Regions from separate parts of the Mus musculus genome. Here all the other regions are linked to region 5. A link is a contact called in public Hi-C and promoter capture Hi-C data. All regions are on one chromosome and are shown on one strand. Each heading gives the region's core, a stretch centred on a gene start, on an enhancer-like site or on the middle of the called end of the contact. The rest is flanking DNA. Distances are from core to core; before and after follow the strand shown. Region 1 holds the start of Rft1 (RFT1 homolog). Region 2 holds the start of Tkt (transketolase). Region 3 holds the start of Prkcd (protein kinase C, delta). Region 4 holds the start of Dcp1a (decapping mRNA 1A). Region 5 holds the start of Dph3 (diphthamine biosynthesis 3).

Evidence for each region. Promoter capture Hi-C pulls out the DNA fragments that hold promoters and counts their contacts. A called contact is a pair of places that touch in the nucleus more often than the background predicts.
Region 1: a contact with region 5 is called in a Hi-C map of CD8 T cells, with 10 times the contacts expected there. The contact joins the promoter of Rft1 here to the promoter of Dph3 in region 5. A contact is called at or near these places in 1 of 39 promoter capture datasets (erythroid cells), 3 of 484 Hi-C or Micro-C datasets (CD4 T cells and CD8 T cells), 1 of 115 datasets of contacts at active chromatin or transcription factors (cardiomyocytes) and 1 of 9 other capture datasets (liver).
Region 2: a contact with region 5 is called in a promoter capture Hi-C map of erythroid cells, with 12 times the contacts expected there. The contact joins the promoter of Tkt here to the promoter of Dph3 in region 5. A contact is called at or near these places in 2 of 39 promoter capture datasets (erythroid cells and liver) and 1 of 484 Hi-C or Micro-C datasets (B cells).
Region 3: a contact with region 5 is called in a Hi-C map of CD8 T cells, with 7 times the contacts expected there. The contact joins the promoter of Prkcd here to the promoter of Dph3 in region 5. A contact is called at or near these places in 1 of 39 promoter capture datasets (liver) and 1 of 484 Hi-C or Micro-C datasets (CD8 T cells).
Region 4: a promoter capture Hi-C map of erythroid cells shows a contact between it and region 5, with 6 times the contacts expected there. The contact joins the promoter of Dcp1a here to the promoter of Dph3 in region 5. A contact is called at or near these places in 2 of 39 promoter capture datasets (erythroid cells and liver) and 1 of 484 Hi-C or Micro-C datasets (CD8 T cells).

Annotation. Positions count from the first base shown.
Region 1 is chr14:30,651,415-30,656,014 of GRCm38.p6, reverse strand. Rft1 (RFT1 homolog) reads right to left here and starts at 1,640. Exons shown (of 13, transcript NM_177815.3): 1 at 1,540-1,640. The coding sequence starts at 1,602.
Region 2 is chr14:30,547,055-30,551,358 of GRCm38.p6, reverse strand. Tkt (transketolase) reads right to left here and starts at 2,228. Exons shown (of 14, transcript NM_009388.6): 1 at 1,979-2,228. The coding sequence starts at 2,085.
Region 3 is chr14:30,624,030-30,628,096 of GRCm38.p6, reverse strand. It overlaps Prkcd (protein kinase C, delta), which reads left to right and starts at 1,889. Exons shown (of 18, transcript NM_011103.3): 1 at 1,889-2,117.
Region 4 is chr14:30,478,060-30,482,101 of GRCm38.p6, reverse strand. It overlaps Dcp1a (decapping mRNA 1A), which reads right to left and starts at 2,537. Exons shown (of 10, transcript NM_133761.3): 1 at 2,286-2,537. The coding sequence starts at 2,480. It also overlaps a transcript of Cacna1d not described here.
Region 5 is chr14:32,084,110-32,088,366 of GRCm38.p6, reverse strand. It overlaps Dph3 (diphthamine biosynthesis 3), which reads left to right and starts at 2,675. Exons shown (of 3, transcript NM_172254.4): 1 at 2,675-2,957; 2 at 3,386-3,460. The coding sequence starts at 2,850. Oxnad1 (oxidoreductase NAD-binding domain containing 1) reads right to left here and starts at 2,639. Exons shown (of 8, transcript NM_145460.2): 1 at 2,314-2,639.

The DNA.
Region 1 (4,600 bases), core at 391-2,890, 1.4 Mb after region 5:
TATGTATAACACATTGAACTCACCTATACTGTGAAACAGAAAAACAAAGAACTAAACAAGTGGAGTTAAAAGAAGAGTGGCCAACATTGATTATGCATGTACTGTGTGCAAGGCACTTTTCTATATCCTTTATATATAGCTTATTTTATCCCTACACTGCCATTTACAAACTTCTTATGCTAATAAAAGTAGCTAACATTTACTAAGTACCTTGTAGTGTGCCAGGACATAACAGAAATTATTTCCCCTAATCTCCCTAATCACCCTGTGAAGCTGCAGTGCTGTTCTCATTCAAAATGAGGAAGCTGCCGGGATGGAGGTATGTGCTTGTTACCCCAGCACTTTGTAAACTGCAGCAAGTACATCAAGAATTCAAGGCCAGCTTGGACTACATAGCAGTATCTTTTCATAAATAAATAAATAAAGCCAGGACTGGTGTCTCATGCCTATAAGCAGAGGCAGGGCATATCTGAGGTCAAAGCCAGCCTGGTCTACACAGTGAGTTACAGGACAGCCAGGGAGGCATAGAGAGATCTTGTCTTTAAAAAAAAAAAAAAAAGAAGAAGAAGACAAAGACGAAGAAGGAAAGAAGGAAGGAAGAAAAGAATAAACCGATGCTCAGAAAAAAAGCCAATTGATTTGAACTTTTTTTTGAGACAAGGTCTAAGTATGTAACCCTATCTAGACTGGAGCTCAGATTGGAACTCACAGAGAACTCAACCTCTTGAGTGTTGGGATGAAAGACTTGAGCTACTACACCTAACCCAAGTAACTCTTATCTTAAAAGGGGCCACCTAACCTGAATCTAATTCAGCCTGCTTCTCTCTCCTAACCTCTTTGTGCCTCTCTAGGATAAAGGTGAAGGTGGACTCTGGACCATGTGGACGAACTAGCAAGTGTCATCTGCAAAAGAAAGAAAAAAAAATACAAAGCCAAAAAAGAGTCTGTCCAAGGACACACAGCAGATGCAGTTTATTAAGTGCACACTAGGATGCTGGTACTGCGCTAAGTGAGCTTATTCAAAAGATCCCAAACAATCCTTGCAAATTGCTTTCTGAATTAGATACTATTACACTCATTTTTGTCAACAAGGAGCTAAAAGCTCAGGGGCTGAAGTGACTTGTCCTAGGTCACTGGACAAGCATTGCCTGAACCCGATCCTTGTTCTTAGCTACGCCATATGGGCTCTCTAAACTCAAAGAGAATCAGAGTTGAAGAACAGTTTTGAGGATCAAGAGTGAAACACTCCAGAAATGAACCCCTTAAAATATCAGATTAAAGTAGCCTCTGTCTACTGTTTGTTGATAGTTGTTTAAACTGTCTCCTATCATCACACGGAAACACAAGGCTCAGAAAGAAAATGGCTTGTTTGTAGTCACCAGCCAAGACTGGGACCGCAGTCTCCCAACTCCTAGACCCGGCGCCCCTCCCCGCCTCCGTGGTCCCCCGTGGAACCCTGTGCAGTGCGGGGGACCCAGAGCAGCTTCCCCGGGAGGCTTGGCCGCGGCACCACGCGCTGGAGCGGGCGCAGCAGAGTACCTGCAGCAGGAGACCCGAGGAGGCCAACCGGGCCGCCTGGCCTAGCACCTCCTGGCTGCCCATAGCCCCAGAGCCACAGCTCCGAGGAGGAAACGGGGCCCGCGCCCGCTTCGTCGCGGAAAAATGGCGTCACGGACAGGCTCGCTCCTGATTGGGTCTTTGACAGCAGGGGCGGAGCACAAGAAGCTGCGACTCCAAACAACTTTTGAGGCTGTGTCTCTTGATTTTCTTGGGGTGTCTTGATTTTTGTTGTTGTTGTTTTGAGAGTGTGTTCAGCGCCGATCCCTGTAGACCATGTTGGCCTAGAACTCGCAGTCTCTGGAACACTGGGATAACTGGGGCGCACCCCTAGCCCCAACTGATATCTTTTGGCTTGATTTTTTTTTTTTTTTTTTTAAGACAGGGTCTCATTATGTAGCCTTGGCTATCATAGAACTCGATATGCAAAGCAGACTTGCCTTGAACTCAGTGATCTGCGGGCTTCGGCTTCTGACTCCCAAGTGCCGCAACTCCAGCTGTTATTTTGAAATAAGGTCTTTCTATGTAGCCAGGGCTGGCCTGGAATTCACTTAGAGAGACTAGGATAGCCTTGAACTCCCGATCCTCTTGTCTCCAGCTCCCAAGTGATGAGAATTAAATATTTATTTGTTTTTGCATAGTGTAGTTGTGTGTGTATCAGTGAACTCTCAGGCATCAGTTCTCTCTTTCCACCTTTACATGGGTTCTGCAGTCAAACTCAGATTGGCAGGCTTACATGGTAAGCTCTTAACCTGCTGGGCTAATTTGCAGGCCTGCTAATTATCTTCCCTGTACTCCTGTTCCCTGTTCCCCAGCAGAAGGCCCTGTTTCAAAGCAAAGGAAAACAGAACAAAACAAGCCAGCAGTGGCTGCTGCGGGACAAAGTGCTCAGCAGAGACTAATCAGTGAGATTCTTGCCATTGGCGATCACACGAATGTAGTTACATAACCCTTCCACCAACTGGGCTGGACAGGACTTCTCCCAATTTTGCAAAGGAAGAACTGAGGACTGAAGGTCAGACACAGAATTTTCATGTATGTAGTTCTCTGTAGAAACCTTCCCAAGGCTCTGATACTTGGCCTGGTTGTCGAGAGGAGAAAAGTAAGCCTTGGAGGTGTGAGGTGCCTTGTTCAAATCTGCACATCATGGGCCTGGGCAGAACAGATCGGGGTCAAGGGTCAGACTGGAAGTACTTTATACTTTTTTTTTTAAAGTGGCCAACATACGCAATCACCATTTTCAAAGCTCTTTGGCCTTCCTTGCTGTCTGGTAACTGCCTGTCATCTTACACATCACTACCATCTTTATCAGTACATTTTAGATGCTCATATTTGGATCCCTTCATCCCAGCACTCAGGAGACAGGTGTATCTCTGAGTTTGAGGCTAGCCTGGTCTATATAGCATACATCAAGAACAGCCAGAAAGACATAGTGGAATTCTGTCTCAAAACAAACAAACAAAAAACCCAGCCCCCTTAGTGGTCCTCAAAGAGACCCTGTTGGGTGTTTCTTTGTTTTTGTCATGGTCTCTGCCCAAATATCTTCCTTGACAGTACTCTTCACTTTTTCAGGGCCCCCATACTGACCCCTAACTACCCCACAGTCTGTACTTTCTATGGACTAAATGTATCTTCTCAGAATTCATATAGTGACAGTCCTGAATGTGATAATATACACATATAATACACTCAGGAGAGTACTTGGGAAGTAATTAGGATAAAGATGTAGCCTTTATGGTGGGGCCATTGCCCAGATATTTGAGGAATGGCTACAGTGGGTCAGTGACCATATTAAGAAGATATCTGAGGGCTGCTATGGTGGATCAGTGGCCACACAAAGAAGACATTTGAGGAACTGGCTATGGTGAATCAGTGGCCATATAAAGATGATGTCTGAGGTAATGCATCTTAGAGATGCAGTGTTTGCTTACCATAGTTTTGATGCTTAGTACCTCAAAAAATATTTGGGTGGGATGACTTCTCGTTCACTGTGAGTAGATATAGCAAGAAGGTGGCTATTTACAAACCAAGAAGAGTCCCCTCACAAGACCCAAACTGGCTGTCACCCTGATCTTGGACTTCTAGGATCCAGGATTGGAGAAGCAAATCTGTTGTTTAAGCATCCCAGTCTATGGTGCATCCCAGTCTATGGTGTTTTGTTACAACAGCTCAAGCTGACCTCAATAGTTCCTTAAAGCATTTTGTACTCTTGCATCCTATGTACCGACAGAGAACACTCTTAAGCTCTCACGAATGCCTCCTGGTGCATCACTGTTGCTAGCACTGCTGAACATGGACTGCATGGCTCAAAGCCTCTGTGTCCTCATCTTAGGCAGAATGAGCTTTGTTGAGTGTTGAGACACAGAATGTGAGGTTTGACCATCAGACAGACTTTTCCTGGAACCCTCCTGCTGCAGCTCACCAACTGGAGGACCCCCTGTGTGCTGTTTGTTTGTTTGTTTGTTTGTTTGTTTAAATCCAACGTATTTTATTGATTATTTGGCAACTTCACATAATGCACCCCAATAACACTTCCTAGTTCTTCCAGGTCCACCCCCAAACCTTTGTGACCTCGAAGGAGGAGGAGGAGGAGAAGGAGGGGAAGCAGAAGAAGGAGAAGAAGGAGAAGGAGAAGAAGGAGAAGGAGAAGAAGGAGAAGAAGGAGAAGGAGGAGAAGAAGAAGGATAAAAACCAAGTCTAATTTATGTTGTTCATATACTCACTGGGGCATGGTCAATGCTGATTGTTTTAAAGAGATATTATATTAGCATTGGGTTTATAGCTCAGTAGTACTGTGACTGCCCAGCTTGTGTGAAGGCCTGGGTTTAAGCCACAGTATCTATGATACTGATCTGGATATGAATATAGACATAAATATAGATATTGTCTGTCCTGTTAAGGTGGGTGTGATAATTTTAGCAGACCAGCTTGGCCCACAAGTAGCTTAAATTCTACTAAGAGATTAAAAACTTAAATCTGAAGAAAAATCATAAAATCCCAAATTGGAATCAATTGTGAAAGAATAAAAAAAGACTCCTTGAGA
Region 2 (4,304 bases), core at 979-3,478, 1.5 Mb after region 5:
TTCAGAACTGAGCCTGCTTTCACGTTATGAACTCTCACTGTAGTGAGCATCCAAAGAAACATTCACAGCCAAAATACATTCACATCTCAAGTCTTCCCCAAACACTTTCTGTACACGCACACACTCTTTGCACACACATTTCAAAATCATTCTTGTGACAGGGGTTGAGGAACAATGCTACTCCCTTCTGAAAAACAAGATTTCTCCAAGTAGTATTTTTCTGCAAGGGAAATATATATACCGAACTGGCAACCCGTACACTTAGCCTTTGCATGGGATACCCACCACTTCCATTTGTACACGGATTCTTTCAGAGTTCAATGACTGCCTAAGGCTACAATGTAAACAGTGTAACTCTGTAGCCACCTTCAACCTTTTCCCCTGGAGACCACCCCTGCTTTGGAAGTTCCTAAGAGCCATAAATGTTACTTAGTTTCTCTTCAACTGAACTTGGCTTTCCCTGCTCCTCCAGCCTGATGCCGCCCATGTGCCCAAGAGGACTTTCTGATAGGCCAGGCCCCCAGCAGGCAGTACTAAATAGCCACTGATTACCAGTCTGGGGAAATCAACGTACTACACTTCAGTGTCTTCATGTATAAACTGATTATCAGAATGCTACCCCAGGACGCTGTGTGGCCCAGGAATACCCACTTAGTTTCTCCCTGATCCTGGAAAGGTCTACATGCGTATCCAGCATTGTAGAATGTTCAGCTGCATAGGTACCAGCCAGTCAACTACTTTGACCCTCTGATTAGACTTCAGACCTGGAGGGAGATGTAGGGGCCAGTAAAGAACAAGTAATAAACGATGTGGATGTGAAGACCTACTCTGTGCTAGGTAGAGAGGACAGTGTCTCTGCCAGACACTGAGGAAATCCAGAGAAAAGGAAGTCAGGTCTCTTAATTGGGCAGGGAGCACCCTCTATCATAGGCAGCAATCTAAAGCCAAGACAGATAACAGGTCCAAAGTATGCATGGGAAGTTGGGTGGCAAAGGGTTCCCAGTTCAAACCTTCTGAGGACATCCCGTCTTAAAAGCACAAGGGCTAAGTAAGGAGGAACCCACGGTAAAAGGCAAGAGAAATGCACTCCTTTAATAATATGTTCTGTATGGAACTGGCCAAAATCCAGAATCCTGGTCTTTGTTCTAAGCTCACAGTTTGTCTGGGTTCCTAAAATCTCCCTCCCCAGAACCCCAAACCATTCCAAGAAGCCCAGATCTCTCTGTCTCAAGGTCTCATACCAGGCCCAATGGAGACCTTAGAATTTCTTGAAACCACCCAGTGTGCAAACACCGTTAGCCCAGAACTTCCTATTTCGCGTGGGCCTCGCCCCTTCTTTCTACAAGCTCCCTTCTCCCCAGACTCGCACTCCAACCTCCTTGCTCGGGTCTAAGCCTCTCTTGGTGTTGCATCGTCACCTCCCTGCCCCCACCCTGGAGTCTTCAGCAGCACCGGGACCCCAGCCCACACATAGCAGGAGAGGCAAGAAGTGTCGAGGAGGGGAGCGTGGTTAGAGATGCAGAGAAGGGTGGGCCCCCAGTCTACTGCAAAATGGTGGGCTCTACACACATTCTCTGCCTACATTGCAAGGGCTGAAATTCCAGCTCTCACTGTGACTTTGGACAACTGATATAAAGCCGGAATCTCAGTTTCCCCATCTGCAAACCAGTGGAACCAACATGCTGGTGGAGAGCTGGAGCCCACACGTGCTCAGGTTTCTCCCGCCAGCAGTCATGGTGGCCTCCGGGTTGCAGCCGCAGAGCGAGGAGGCGCGCCCGGGCGCAGCGAGAACCGGGAAGCCCGGGCCGGCTGGAGGTGCTCGCGAGACCTGAGGCCCACGCGGTCGAACCCGGCCGCTCCGGAGCAGCGGAAGGCTCCGCCATCTGACCGCGCCCTCGTGGCGACATCGTGCTACGCGACACGGAGCCAGGGAGGCCGCGGGACCCGGCTCCCAGCCCCGCCAGAAGCGCGCGCTCACCCTGAGCCTGCCGCGGTGGTGGCCTGGATGGAGCTGATGCGCAGGCGATTGGCTGTGTCCTTCAGGGCCTGGAGCTTCTGCTGATCTGGCTTATGGTAACCTTCCATGGCGTGGTAGGACGAGGACGAGGACGAGGACGAGAACGCTGAGGACAGAGACACAGAGCCAGCAGCGGCTCAGGAAGCGACCAGCAGTGACCGAGGACGGGTGCTGCGGGCGGGCGCGTTAAGACTCCTTAGGACCCGCCCATGGGGGGCGGGGCGGAGGTGGGGCGGGGCGCCGAATCACCCCAGGCCGACGAGTGGCCTCTGGCCACGCCCCGCATTTAGTGGACTCTCGGAAGTCGCCAGGCCTGGGGGCTCTCTCCCAGCACAGTGCCCTGTTGGAATTAATCACACACAAACAGTAGCAACAAAGTAACTTCGCCACTATTCCTGGTTCTAAGCATGGCTCAGAGTTCCGCGGCTGACTTGGGTAGGACTGAGAAGAGAGATACTAATCAGTAATTGCACTTTTCTAAGGAAAAGGTTGAGGCTTGGCAAGGTTAGATTGAGATTACAGGGTTGGTGGGTAGCGCTGCAGCAGATTATCCTCAGTCCAAAAAGATCCCAGACATGAGAATAAATATACACTGCCAGAAACGGTAATACTGAGAAGTTACTAGGAGTATGCTGGTCTCAGACTACTAGAGCCAACGGACAAGAGTGGATTCAGAGAGATTACTGGGTTTGCCTCTGTAGAGACAGTTAGCACCTACTGCTCTTACCAGATCTGGTGGAGCTGAGAGGACTGAGCAGCTGTAACAGAAAGCGTTGCCTTCACAGTCTCGTTGGATCTGTCTCATTGGATCCATGACACACACTCGGGTCAATACCGTTTCCAGAGGCGGAGGTTGTTGCAATTTACAGAGAGGATATAAAGGCAAGCCTGTGAGTGGGTGCTGGGCAGAGGCAGAGGAAGGCACCAGTACAGCTTTGGTCCAGGTCCTCTCTGTGTCCTCCACAGAGCTCAAACTCAGAGTCATGAGACAATGGGCCCTGTGCAAGTGAGCACCCCTCCCCCAAGCGCTCCCTGCCTGGCCTGTTTCCCAGGTGTCCCAGTGAGACTGCCAGTGTGGTTTGTTACAGCCCCTGGCTTCTGCTGGCTCTGCCCAAAGAGGCTGGCCCTCCTAGTGCCTGACTGCCAAGGGCTGGACCTGGGACTGGAGTGTTGTGGTCTCGGAGTGTTCCACTATCAGATCCTTGGCAAGGCAAGTGCCACCTCTGTCCTCTGCTCACCAACAGGTCAAGGAGGCAAACAAACCTCAGAAGCCTTTGGGCCTTCCAACCCCATGGACCTGAGGGCAGTGATTATTAGTCCAGTTCTTCATTTCTCCACCTGTCCAATGACACTGATGTTAACTTCCTCTTCCTCCTCCTCCTCCTCCCCCTCCTTCCCTTCTTCTTCTTCTCCTCCTCCTCCTCCTTCCTCTTCCTTGTTCTCTTCTTCTCCCTCCTCCTCCCCCCTCCTCCTCCCCTTCTTCTTCTTCTCCTCCTCCTCCTTCCTCTTCCTTGTTCTCTTCTTCTCCCTTCTCCTCCCCCCTCCTCCTCCACCTCTTCTTCACAGTGGAAAATTATAATCTATTTGGGAATGGAAACATAAGCTAGAGAGGTATATGTTTTTATTTCTGAATGTTCATTTCTATATATCTGAATGTCCTTTTTAAAATTATAAAATAGTTACAACATTTCTCTCCTCCTTTTCCTCCCTCCAATCCCTTCCATACATCCATCCTTGCTCTCTTTCAACTCTACACAAAGATCTACAGGCAACTAAGGAATCCTGAGAGTGGGAGAAGTAGTCTTCTCCCAGAAAGAGCATACCAAGTGGTTACCCAATACCAAATGGTCAACCTTGAAAACATACACACCAGTAACTTTCTACAGACTGAGTGGGTTATAGTTAGTAATATATATATATATATATATATATATATATACATATATATATATATATATATATATATATATATATATATATATATATATATATATATACATATATATATATATATGTGTGTGTGTGCATATACATGCACACACACACACACACACATATACATATATATATATGCATGTGATAACAGTAAAAAAAATGCTAACTGCTATGTACCCATATTAGTAAAGATGTTCCTAACTCTTCTTCTTGGCCGCTGTAGGTGTCTAAGATCTTGTTTTATCCTGGGGTTCCACATTGGTTGGCTCAGTTCATGATGGATTTCAGCCATAGTTCAGTGCCTTTGGTCCCCAAGGTCACCTTTGGAATCAGAATCCTGATTCTGCCAACA
Region 3 (4,067 bases), core at 640-3,139, 1.5 Mb after region 5:
GCCAGGCGTGGTGGTGCACACCTTTAATCCCAGCATTCGGGAGGCAGAGGCAGGCAGATTTCTGAGTTTGAGGCCAGCCTGATCTACAGAGTGGGTTCCAGGACAGCCAGGGCTACACAGAGAAACCCTGTCTCAAAAAAACAAAACAAAACAACAACAACAAAAAGAATAGGGTCCCTTAGCTGATGGAAAGGGCATAGATGGGAAGAGCATCAGGGAGTCACAGATGGGAAGAGACACAGCAGAGACAGGTAGAGGAATGTTAATAGGAAATGACCCAGGAAACAGCATGCTTACAAGCCTGATGTGAGGCAGAAGGTTCCAGAAGGAATCCAATTTGCCCAGTCAACTTTGTGGGAAGAATCCACTGTCATGGGGTGGGGACAGTTATCAGGACTGGGGACTTAAATACTAATTTTCAAACTGGGTCCTCTTTCTTTCAGGGTAGAGGGAAGCAGCAGCCTTCCTCTTTCTACAGAAGGGACGAGTCATTGTGGTTTCCTCTCTCTAGCTCAATCCCCAATGTACATTTAAAATAAGGTTTGGAGCCCCACATCTCTGCCAGGGTCCCCCATCCCTGGAAGTTTCAAGCCTCCACGGGTGGGGCAGCACTTCTCTTTTTATTTTTTTTATTTTTTTATTTATTATATGTAAGTACACTGTAGCTGTCCTCAGACACTCCAGAAGAGGGAGTCAGATCTCGTTAAGGATGGTTGTGAGCCACCATGTGGTTGCTGGGATTTGAACTCCTGACCTTCGGAAGAGCAGTCGGGTGCTCTTACCCACTGAGCCATCTCACCAGCCCCTGCAGCAGCACTTCTCTTGATCTCAGTCGGCAAAGAGCTGTCTAGACTTCTATTCCTTCTAGGTAGTTTTCCAGAAGGAACTTAGGTATCTTGGGCTATTAGAACCCTCTTGTATCCTCCCAGGAAGAGTTCTCGTTTGTTTGGTTTTGTTGAGACAAGGTCTCTCATGAACAGGCTGGCGTCCACACTCTATTCTCCTGCTTTCTCCCCCTGAGCACTGGAGTATTATTCTGAGCCTCCATCTGTGGTTTACTCTGTGGTGGGGGTCAAACACAGCGCTCTCTGCGTGCTAGAAAAAACGATCATCTGCCCAGCCCAGGAAGTCATTTCTTTGGGTAAGTATAATGTAACAGCTTAGTGTTCTGGGCTTTGGGGACAGAAAAATGGAGTCCCTGGCTCCCATTTGGTGCTCAGACTTTGGGCCCAGGGGACCCTTAATGAGTGAATGAGTTACAGCTGACAATCAAATCCCTCTTATGAGCTTGACTGAGCAAGGGGAGCTCTGAACCGTGGGCTCAGGAAAGACAGTGAGATGGGGGCAGAGGCAATTCCCACAATTGTCTGAGGAGCAGTGCTGAGACAAACTGGCTAGAACCTCTCGCCCTGGAGACCTCCCAGCTCCTTCTCTCGGGCAGGACTGGAACCGGCAGGCCTGGCGGCGTGGCTCTGCTCAAGCCAGCAGGAAGAGGAATGAGGCCAGGCAAGGCGGGCCAGCTGGCCAGTGGGGAGTCCCGGGTGTGGGCGCAAGTAGTTGGGGAAGCCCCGTCGGTGCCTCCTGGGCTCCATTGTGTGTGCAGTGCTCAACCCCACCCCCCAACTTGGCCTCGGAGTCCTCCTCTATAAATTAGTCCCCTGAGATGGGATGGCCTGCGTGCCACTGGCAGGCGAGGCGCCACAAGAGCCAGAGACGGCTAACAGATCTGGGGACCCAAGGACTTGCAACTCAAAGAGGCTGAGACGCGCTGGACCCCCAGCTCACGTGGGCGGAGCTTCGAAGGGGCGGGCGCCCGTGGGGCGGGTCCTGAGTGGGGGCGGGACCGGGGCCGGCACCTGGGTGAGGTCGCGCAGCCCCTCCCCTTTGCACTTCCGTGTGCCGCGGCGCCAGAGCAGGAGGCGGCGGCCGCGGGGATCCCGCGAGCGGCCCGTGGACATCTACCCTTCGAGCCGGGACCCGGGAGGTCCCCACTGGCCTCCGGACCCGTCCGGATCAGACTTGTGCCTACCTCCCCGTCCACGCGCATCCGGGAGAGCCGCGCCACGAGACGGACCCCGGCTCGCCGGGACCCCTGGCGCCTGGCCCTGCGTCGGGAGGTGAGTGAGAGCTGGGCCCGGGCGCGGGGTCCGAGTTAACTCGAGGGCGCAGCGGCCTTTCTCCCCCTTTTCCTCGCCCGTAGTCTCCATTCCCCGCTTTCTTCTCTGGCTCCTGGTTCTGAAACTGAGAAACTGAGCCAGGAGCAGCCAAAGTCCCGCCGAGCACGGAGACCCGCCGGTGCCTCCATACCCTGGTCGGTCTGACCCTCTCTTCGACGGCTGGAGCCCAGGCCCGACTACTCCCAGCATCTTTAACCCCCTACTCCACCCCTGTGTGTCTTTATCCCCGCCGAGGGACCGTCCGATCTTCTCAAATCTCTCAGGGGACTCTGCACATTCGTCGGTCCCCACCCCCTCTTGCCTGGTCCTCTGCTCCCAGGCCAGGTCTGTTTGCCCCTCGCCGTCCGTGTACTCCGTCTCCCCACCCCCACCAGATCCGCCGTCCCCTCGACCCAGTCCTCCCAGAGCCGCACCCCCAGCCCACGCTCGCCTGCCCCTGCCAGTCCAGTCTCCGGTCCTTTTCACCACCGGGCGGAGGGCGGGCCGCCTGTCTCCCTAGCCTCCAGTGCTTGGGTCCCAGGCGGGCGGACTCTCACGGCGCCGCCTCCTTGCCCTATCTCTTCTTTCAGTCTCGGTGTCTTTCTTGGCTTTCCATCTGTCTCTGAGCTGGGCGTGGCTCCAGCCTCCACCATTCCCCTGTCCTCTCTGATCCCCCGTGTCCCTTCTCCGGGTGGTCTCTGCCTGGTGCTGTCAGTCTCTGTCCCACTGGAGAGACGCCACCCCCTCTGGGGGCCCAGTAAGGTGATGAGGACAGCAGTGACGGGAGTGCTCTGCCCTGCCGGCTGGCAGTGGAGAGGGAGCACCATCACAACTGCTCCCACTTCCCCAACTCTCTTATACAGGGGAGGGGAGAGAAGGGAGCCTCACTCAGCACCCCACTCAAACCTGGAGGACTTAGACTGAGTGGGGGAGATCCCTTTTTCCTTTGGCCGCTACCCTGGGCCCTCGGAGGAGTCTGGCTTCTGTTGCTGTAGTATCTGTGTCTGGACTTGTGAGTATAGTGTGTATCTTGTCTCTTTGTGTATTATTTGTCATAGTGGGACTTCCCCTGTGAATGTGTCCTTTTTCACGTGTGACTTGCATATACTTCATGGCTGTCTGTGTGTTCTGAGGCTTGGTGTGTGCCCCGTGCAACTTGGTAATCATGCCTTGTATGTAGAGGCTTCCCCTGTATATTTTGTGCCTTGGCTTGCTCATGTCTCTGTGTCCCTGTGTGTTCCAAAGGTCTGTGCATTATATCACAACAACCCTCTGGCCAGAGTACATTCATTCCTTTAATTGTGGGAGCCCACGCTATCGGTGTGCCGACCCCCTAGGCTTGTGTGTAAGCGTGCCTCTAATCATATTCGGTTCTTCTTCCTCTGCTACTGATCCTCTATGACCAAGCTGATCAGGGACAGAGGAGGGGACTGGGTTTCCTCGTTCCTGCTATGGATTAGATTGGGGTGTGGTGAACAGGCCAGCAGAGGGCGGCTGCTCTGTGTGTGTGTGTGTGTGTGTGTGTGTGTGTGTGTTTTGTTTCTCAGTGACAGTATCTTTGTACGATACTGTAAAGGCTCAGGTATATGACAGGACTGTGTGGAAGGTGACACTGCCATATGGAACTCCAGTAGCAAAGGGTGACTGGTAGGAGACTCACAGTCTGACTGTATGAAACTGCGGGTGTGTATTGAGGAGTGATGGGGCTTGTGGGTAACAGAGAGGTTGAGTGTGGGTAATAGCAACAGGAGGGGTGTGCTAGGAGGTGAGGGAAGGTGAGTGTCCGGCTGCCCATGAGTTTATGGGAGCAGGAAGCACTGTGTGTGTGCTTGGCGTGCACAAGCCCAGCCCTGGCTCCTGGAGAGATGAAGAGAGCTAGGGACAAGTCCTGGGGTTATAATGGTATGATTG
Region 4 (4,042 bases), core at 1,288-3,787, 1.6 Mb after region 5:
CTTATTTACGGTGGAATCAGCTGTGTATGTGCTCTCGGGAATGCATGCCGGCGCTCGTGTATAACTGTGTAGAGGTTAGTGGTCACTCTCAGGTGTCATTCCTTCCAGTCGGGGGTCTCACTGGCCAGAAGATGGACAATTAAGCTACACTTGCTGGTCAGCGGGCTCCAGTGTTGGATCCTAAGTGGCTCCATATCCCAGTGTGGGATTGTAAGTGCAAGCACTATGCCCAGCTTTCTATGTGAATGCCTCAGGCTCTCATGCTTGGGAGGCAAGCACTTCATCCGCTGAGCTGTCTCTTTAGTCTCCAAATTAATCACTTTTGAGCAGGTAAAGCAAGCCACTTTTTATTTATTTATTTATTTATTTTCCTTTTTCCGGAGCTGAGGACCGAACCCAGGGCCTTGGGCTTGCTAGGCAAGCGCTCTACCACTGAGCTAAATCCCCAACCCATGCCACTTTTTAAAACTCTAAACAAATTGTGTACCCATTCAACCCTGTGTTTATATAAGTGTATGCAATGTCTAATCCAACAATATGTCTTCATCTGTAGCCTATGTCTATTTCCACCAGTAAGGAACAGCTAAAGGAAAACACACACATACATACATACACACACACACACACACACACACACACACTTAGCTTTACTTATTATTTTTATGTATTAAGTTTTTTTTTTCAATTAAAAAAGGTGCAGGAATGTTTTGTCAGCATACATATGTCTTTGTAACATATGTGTGTGTGGAGCTTACAGAGGACAGCAGAGGGCATTGGATCTCTTTGGACTAGAGTTACAGATGGATATAAACCAGCATGGGGATGCTGGAAAACTGAGCCAGGTCCTCAGGAAGAGCAGCAAATGCTCGTAGCTACTACTGAGCCACTTCTCCAGCCCCAGTTTTATCTTTGTAAACACAAAAACCTTTCAATTAGGTATCTTAATATTTACAGTCAAGGTATTGTGTACTGCAACTTAAAAAAAGAAAAACCAAACCAAAATAAAAAAACAAAACAAACTTAAGCAGTCTATGGAAGTTTATAGAAAAAGAATAGAACTTTCTTCAACCCTGATACCAGGGTTGAACTCAGAGCCTGGGGCTCATGATGCACAGCTGTGCACCATTGAGCTAAATCCCTACCCTTGGGAAATTTTCTTATAAGATCCTTTGTTTCATTTCTGGAGGATTTAGGAATATTTTCACAAGTTACACATTTTGCGGTTACCAAACACAATTTATTATTTTCAGAACTTTGTTAAGAATCATGGATAGAAACCATTCTCTGCCTTAGGCAAATTTGGTAGGGTTTTAAAATAAACAACTGAAAATGTGACTAAGAAATTGTAACTCGGGGTGGGTATATAGCCCAGTGGTAGAGGAACAGTGCCTGCCTGCTATCAGGGGGTCTTGGGTTTGAGTTCCTGTACTACAAGAAATAAACAAGAAAATCGAACATTAGTATTCTTTCTTTTGCTGCAACAGCGTTAACTCGGGTTTTCAGCGCAGGTGTTGAGCTTTAATGTTCTAAAACCGAACCTCTGTATAGCCCAATGAGTGAATGAGGAAAAACGGAGCACAAGAAAAGGGGCCGTGTACACAGGTGCTTCGAGTTGAGGTTAACTAGAATCTGCGAGTAGACAAAGTAACTTCTGCAACTCTATGCCACTCACACAATCCCAAAAGAAGGGAGCCATCAAAGGTCCTAGCACTGGTCTCTTTTTCTTGCAAACGTCTCCAAGGAATCCAGTTCTTACTGAAGTAGCCTTGAAAATTTTCCTCAAATTCCAGAGATACAGAGTAGTTCGACTAAAGCTGGTCTAACTCCTGAAGCTGATTTTTAAAGCTTCAAATCCAAACCATCACATTTAGGTCGGCAGGGAAAGAGGAGCGGACTCTTCCATCAAGTACATGTATCTAAGAGTCCTCAAAGTCTTCAAACACAGGCTTTCACTCACTTGTTAAAATTAACTTGTCTCATATTTTACCAATGCAACCTCAAGCCCCGAGAACCGACCCAAAAAGACTGATCCTGCCTCGTTTCTCTCCTCCATCCGATTTCCCTGCTCTGTCTCTGGTCTACTCCTTCCGCTACATTCTTTCAATTCCGCGTGCCCCGGTCACCTCTTTGGCTCCGGACCCGGTTTTGGGAGAGGTCCCGGCCTCGCCTTTGCGGTCCTGGGCTCCTGCTTCTCTCCCCCACCCCCAATCCTCAGCTGTCTGCGCGGTCCCTTTAAGAGGCGGCAGCGGCCAGGCTGGCCTTGTCCCCGGCCGGGCCTCACTCACCCACTGGTTGGCTTTGGGGCAGAAAGTGTACAGGGCGACCTGGCCCGTGAGGTCTGCGATGCTGGTGATATAGGGGTCGTGTTGTTTCAAGGCCGCCAGACTCATCTCTTGCTCAGCTCGACTCAACAACTCCATCTTGGATCTCAGAGCCGAGCCCCTCCGGCGGGGGCGGACTGTGGAACAGGAAAGTGCCATCCAGGCAAAGTTCCCCCAGCTCAGTCAGCCCTCCACTTCCGCCTACCGGCCCAGCCTTGCCGAGCGTGGTACTTCAGCTAATCTCATCCGCTGCTCCTGTGCGCCAGGAGCCCTGGTTCCGATTTTCTTCGGGCCGCGTCTGCCGGAAGAGACAGGCCCCCGCGCCTGCGCGGTGGAGCCGTGAGCTGATAGTCCGGAGACCTCTCTCACCTGGCGGGGTGTGAACCGGTTCCCTGAATGAACCTGACTCCTGCCGGGGAGGCTGCACCCCAGCGCAGTCCCTAACTCGGGTTCCGGCGCAGAATCGAAATGCTTGCTGCTGAGGACATGAGGTCTCCACGTACCATTTAGAAAACTCAGACCTGGCTGGAGAGATGGCTCAGCGTTTAAGAGCACTGACTGCTCTTCCGAAAGGTCCTGAGTTCAAATCCCAGCAACCACATGGTGGCTCACAACCATCTGTACAGCTACAGTGTACTCATATACATAAAATAAATAAATCTTTAAAAAAAGAAAAAAGAAAACTCAGTCCAAATGAGGAAGGGGAGCTGTCCGTCACTTCTGACCTCAGAGTGCACCTTCACTCTTAACAGTTTGGTAACTTTTGAAAGAAATGTTTCAAAGCAGCCAAACTAGCCTGCCTGGAACTACAATAGACTTGGCCTACCCTCTTTTGCTCGTCTTTTTCCTCATCTGGGTCCCAGATAAATATTTCTATTGTTCTATAGAGACGTCTATTATTTAAAATAGTAAGTAGATCTCTTTTAAAAAGAAAACATTTATTGGGCATTTTAAGGGATCAGGAAGTACTAAGAGGTAAAGCAAAGTGCTCAGGCTGTTTTCATTGAGTTGCTTTAAAAACCATCGTTTCTCTTTATTGAAGACATCTCAGCACAAATGAACATTTTTGAAAGGATAAACTTTACATTTTCTCAAAGTACCCCCACATATTTGTGTTGCTTGTGGTTTTACATACTAATGGAAGGGCAAACTTTACATTCTTGACAGAACCGCGTGTGAAGCAACTACAAAAGCTGGAACAGCCGCCTATCGGTTATTCACCCTTCACTTCTGTACACACTCACTGATCTTATTGAGTGGTTGCCAGCTCCGAGCTTCCAACTCTTTTGGCTCTAGGAGAAACTAAACGCAAGCAAACAGCCCCATGATAGATGTCTCTCTTTGAATTCCAGAGGGTGGCGTCCTTATTGCCATCTGAGCCAGGAAAGGTAGTGAAGGAACCTCACTACCAGTTCCAGCATGGCAGGCAAGGTTCTGGCAGACCTTGCTCTTCTCCCCTTTTCCCTCTGCCTTGCTAAAAACTGTTAGATTTTATTCCTAACACTAGCCACCAAGGTCTAGTCCCTAATTTAGCCACTTCTTTCTCCTGAGGCCGACTACCAAAGTCCAGCTATAAAAGTATTGAAGTCCAGCAATCAAAAGCCCCCTTTAGTTCACCTAATTAATGTGCCCAATTAAAATTAAACACATCCTACTGTGGGGTTTCCCCTTTTACCTTTATTAACTGCCGTTTGCCTGTGGGCCACTTCTGCCTCGACATC
Region 5 (4,257 bases), core at 1,426-3,925:
AAAAAAAAGATTCTGGTAGAACAGCGGCCAGAGATGGTAGGACAGTATTAAAAATGTTTGGGAATCAGAGCCCTTCAACTTGCTGAGAGGTTCCTACTGTAGGAACAGCCCTGCTGGCTTCCTCTCATTCTGCCAGAAACAGACCAGGCAGTCTGGTTCGTCCCGAAAAAAACAAAAACAAAAAACAAAACCACAAACAAACAAACAAACAAAAAAGAGTTCTAGGTTCTAGGACCAAAAGAGTCCAAGTTGGCATCGTGACTTTTGAGCTTTGCCTTAGCGAATTCTTCAGCCCCTAGACCTCATTTCCCAGGGCTAAAGACACACCCCATCTGTACTTCACTGTGTTATTCTTTTTTTTTTTTTTTTTTTTTAAGGTGAATCTTTTTTTTTTTTTTTTTTTTTAAAGATTTATTTATTATATGTAAGTACACTGAAGCTGTCTTCAGACACTCCAGAAGAGGGCACCAGATCTCATTACGGATGGTTGTGAGCCACCATGTGGTTGCTGGGATTTGAACTCCTGACCTTCGGAAGAGCAGTCGGGTGCTCTTACCCACTGAGCCATCTCACCAGCCCTCACTGTGTTATTCTAATGATCAAACACACATAAGAATTATCCAGAACCCAGTGTCAACTACCATAAATAAATGGCTCATTAAGTTTTTCCTTTACTATTTTAAATAATATGCACACAAATGATTTGTTGAGAAGTTAAAAAGAAAAGCTAGCTGATTATAACTTCAGTCTTTAAGATGCCCCAGAAATTTGTTTTTGATGGGTCTGAACTGCTTTCTAAAACATCAGGTCCAGGGCTGGAGAGATGGCTTGGCAGTTAAGAGCACTGACTACACTTCTAGAGATCCTGAGTTCAATTCCCAGCAACCACATGGCCAGAAAAGGGTGGCCCGGAACTGGAGTTATAGACATAACTAACTTCAATATAGGTGCTAGGAATTTAACGTCGGTCTTCAGGAAGAGCAGCAGTGATATTAACTGATGAACCAGCTCTTCAGCCTTTTGTGTGTTTGCTTTTTAAATAAAAGACCTAAGAACTTATACACACTACGAGCCTCGTGTGGCCGGTAGCCTCCCCAATATGGAGCTCACCAACTTGTCGGCCCCTGCGCTCCAGAGATCCACCTGTTTCTGCCCCTGCTTGCATCAATGCTGGGGTTACAGATCGATATACTTGCCAGGCCATTCCCTACCAACAACTGCATCCATTTCTGCGCATTCAAGAATGGCTCATAAGAACTAAAGATCATCTGAACTAAAGACAGACACTTGGAAATCAGTTTTCTTCCTGTGTCCCAGAGGTTACCTGGGAAGTATTTATACCCATAAAGATAGAAGGCTTTCACTGCATTTCTCTTCTGCCCAGACAGGCTACAGCTAACCTGCAACAGGCTACAAAGATCTCCTAATTGCTATTTAGATCTTCAATTATGTTAAAAAAAAAAAAAAAAAAAGGAATGGAGATCTTTGAAACAACCTTCCATACACTTAAGTTCTGGGTTTTTTCCTCCCAAAGGCTTCTCTGCCCATAGGTTTTCACACTTCAAAAAGGCTTCAAAATATAGTGTCCTTTAAACATGCACAAAATTGGTAATTTATGCACACAACTGTACATACTTAAACACTGTTACAGAAATGTAAACTACATAAGTCATACATGACTGCTGAACTATTCATTCTCGTGCAAAAGAATGTTAGATTCCAAAGGATCTACTCTCAGAAGAGGATGTAAGAACCAAAGAATGTAATTTTCCAACCCCCAGAGCTCTTCAAGTCAAACTGGAATCCAGTTCTGCCATACTACTTTTCACTACACTGCACTCCTCCAGTGAGATGAGTAACTGCTTAGCACTACTCCAAAGTCCCTGGTTGTAACCGGAACAAGCCCAGCACGGCTCTCGGAACAACGTGCTTCTCAAAGAAGAGGCTGCACGCTGACGAAAATACCAGGAACACCATTCCTTTTACCGAGAACTAAAGTTCACATAAATAATTTGTTCCTGGGCTTTAGAGACAGCTAGGCTCATCGTTATGGCCTAGGTATGCAATCTTGGGCAAGATGCCCAGTCTCTAAATCTATGTTAAAGATGAATAAAATGGATTTTTGAACCTCAAGATCAAGTTTAACATATAGGTTGCCCACTAAAAACCCCAATAATTAAAAGCTACTGTGCCCACCACTGCAGTGAATATTTAAAATATGGCTAGAACTCGCCCCTGTCTTGCAGATCTTGGTTCTCTACAACACAACCGGGGTATCAGAAAGTGGCTGGGGTGAGAGAGGCAGTGATGTACCTGCAGGCAAGAACTCATAACAGGCCAAGAGTCACTCAGAGTTCAAGGTCGCCTGAAACGCAATTGCAGGAGCGCTGTGGGCCGAGAACTGGAGAGGACGCTGTGTGGCTCCCTGAGCCTCAATGATTCCCCCTTTCAAGAGGGCGTAGCCTCCGCCAATTCTTTTAATGTCCTCTGAAGTCAGCTATGGAGGACAAGACTCCACCTGCATAGAAAACTCGTTTATATCCCAAGCCCAAACTCCCCGGGCCCCGGACTGACGTAACCGCCATGAGAGGGAGCCCTTCACACTATTGGTCGCTGGCACCCAGTGGACGGAGAACTGCGCAACGCTGCTGCGCAGGAAGCACCATCTTTCCGGCGCTATCTCCATGGCGACCGCGACCGGGTCACCCTTTTGGCCGCGGCGGTAGAAGTTACGTCATCGCCTGTGCGTCCGGAAGTGACTGTTCCTGCGCCAGGGTGGACCGGGAAGACCGGGCCTTACCCTGCCTGGGCGCAGGTAGGCAAGCTGATGCGGTGCCGACCGGGTGACCATGGCGGTGTTTCACGACGAGGTGGAGATCGAGGACTTTCAATATGACGAGGACTCGGAGACATATTTCTACCCTTGCCCCTGTGGGGATAACTTTGCCATCACCAAGGTACTCTAAAGGGCCCGCCGGCGATCCCTCGAGCTTGCGCATTGTCGCTTCCGGTGTCCCTGGGAAGGCTCAGTTACCCACGTGTTCTTCCGAACCCCCGCCCCTAAAGTAGTAACCTAGGCTGTCTAGCATACAGGGTCGGGTTAAGGGCGCTGTTCTCCGTAGTCCCGCCCCTAAGTGTTTTTCTTTTTTTTCTATTTTTTTTTCCCCTGGGAGCTTCTTTGAAGAAGGGAACTTGATTTTGTACCCCAGGGTTTTGGAGGCGATCGAACCAATCTAATCTCCCTGTTTTTTTTTCCTAGATGACACTTGGGAGGAAAGTTCTTTGTGTTGTTACCCAACTAAAGACTTGCCCATAGACATAGGAGAGATTTATGGGAAGTTGACGAAAGGCTATGCTGACCATATGTTGTTTGATTGCGTTGTAGGAAGATTTGGAAAATGGAGAAGATGTGGCCACGTGTCCTAGCTGCTCACTCATTATAAAAGTGATTTATGACAAAGTAAGGGATATGTTAAAGGGGATGGGTGGTGTGAGCTAATGACAAGGGCCTAAAGGAGCCTGTCTGATAGAAAAGGGCGGAAGAGTGTTGGGTGTTGGTTTGTTTTTTGAGACAGGGACCTTAAGTAGCCCTGGCTATACTGGAACTCATGATGTGAACCAGGCTGGCCTTGAATTCACAGAGATCTGCCTTTTATGTAACTTATGATCACTTTGGAAAGGGCAATAAAGAAATTGCTTTGTAATGAAAATTGATGACTTAATCAGGAATGAAAAATTATGGTTATTTTAATTGATGTTCTTCCTTTTGACATTTCTCTTGTATTTAATATTTAGTTTGTTCAGAGCTCTAGGATATTTTTAGAAGATTGCATTTTATTGCTTGCCTAGCTTATGTACAGAATCTACCTTGTTTGAGATATAGTTCCTAGATGTAATGTTACAGTTCCATGTTCCTTTGTATCCATTAGGAATGGCAATAGAAAAGGGGTAAATATCTTTACTTCCCACCCAAAGCTCAGTTAGTGCTTTGGAGTCTAAGTACAGAATGTAACAGTCTAGAGGATAAATTCTAAAATGACTATAGGGTAAGTTGGACCAAAGCACAGAACTTTGTGGGAGAAGCAGGTGTTAATTTAGACAATAATAGAAATGTAATGATTCATTCTTATTTTAAAATGGTTTATGGAGCAAAGAACAATGGACAGACTAGGGACTGACTCCTTGGGAATCACACTGTAGAGGATGTGTAGTAACTGGGAAAGTTTTTGTGGTAGCTGGCATAAACCAGCATGAAAG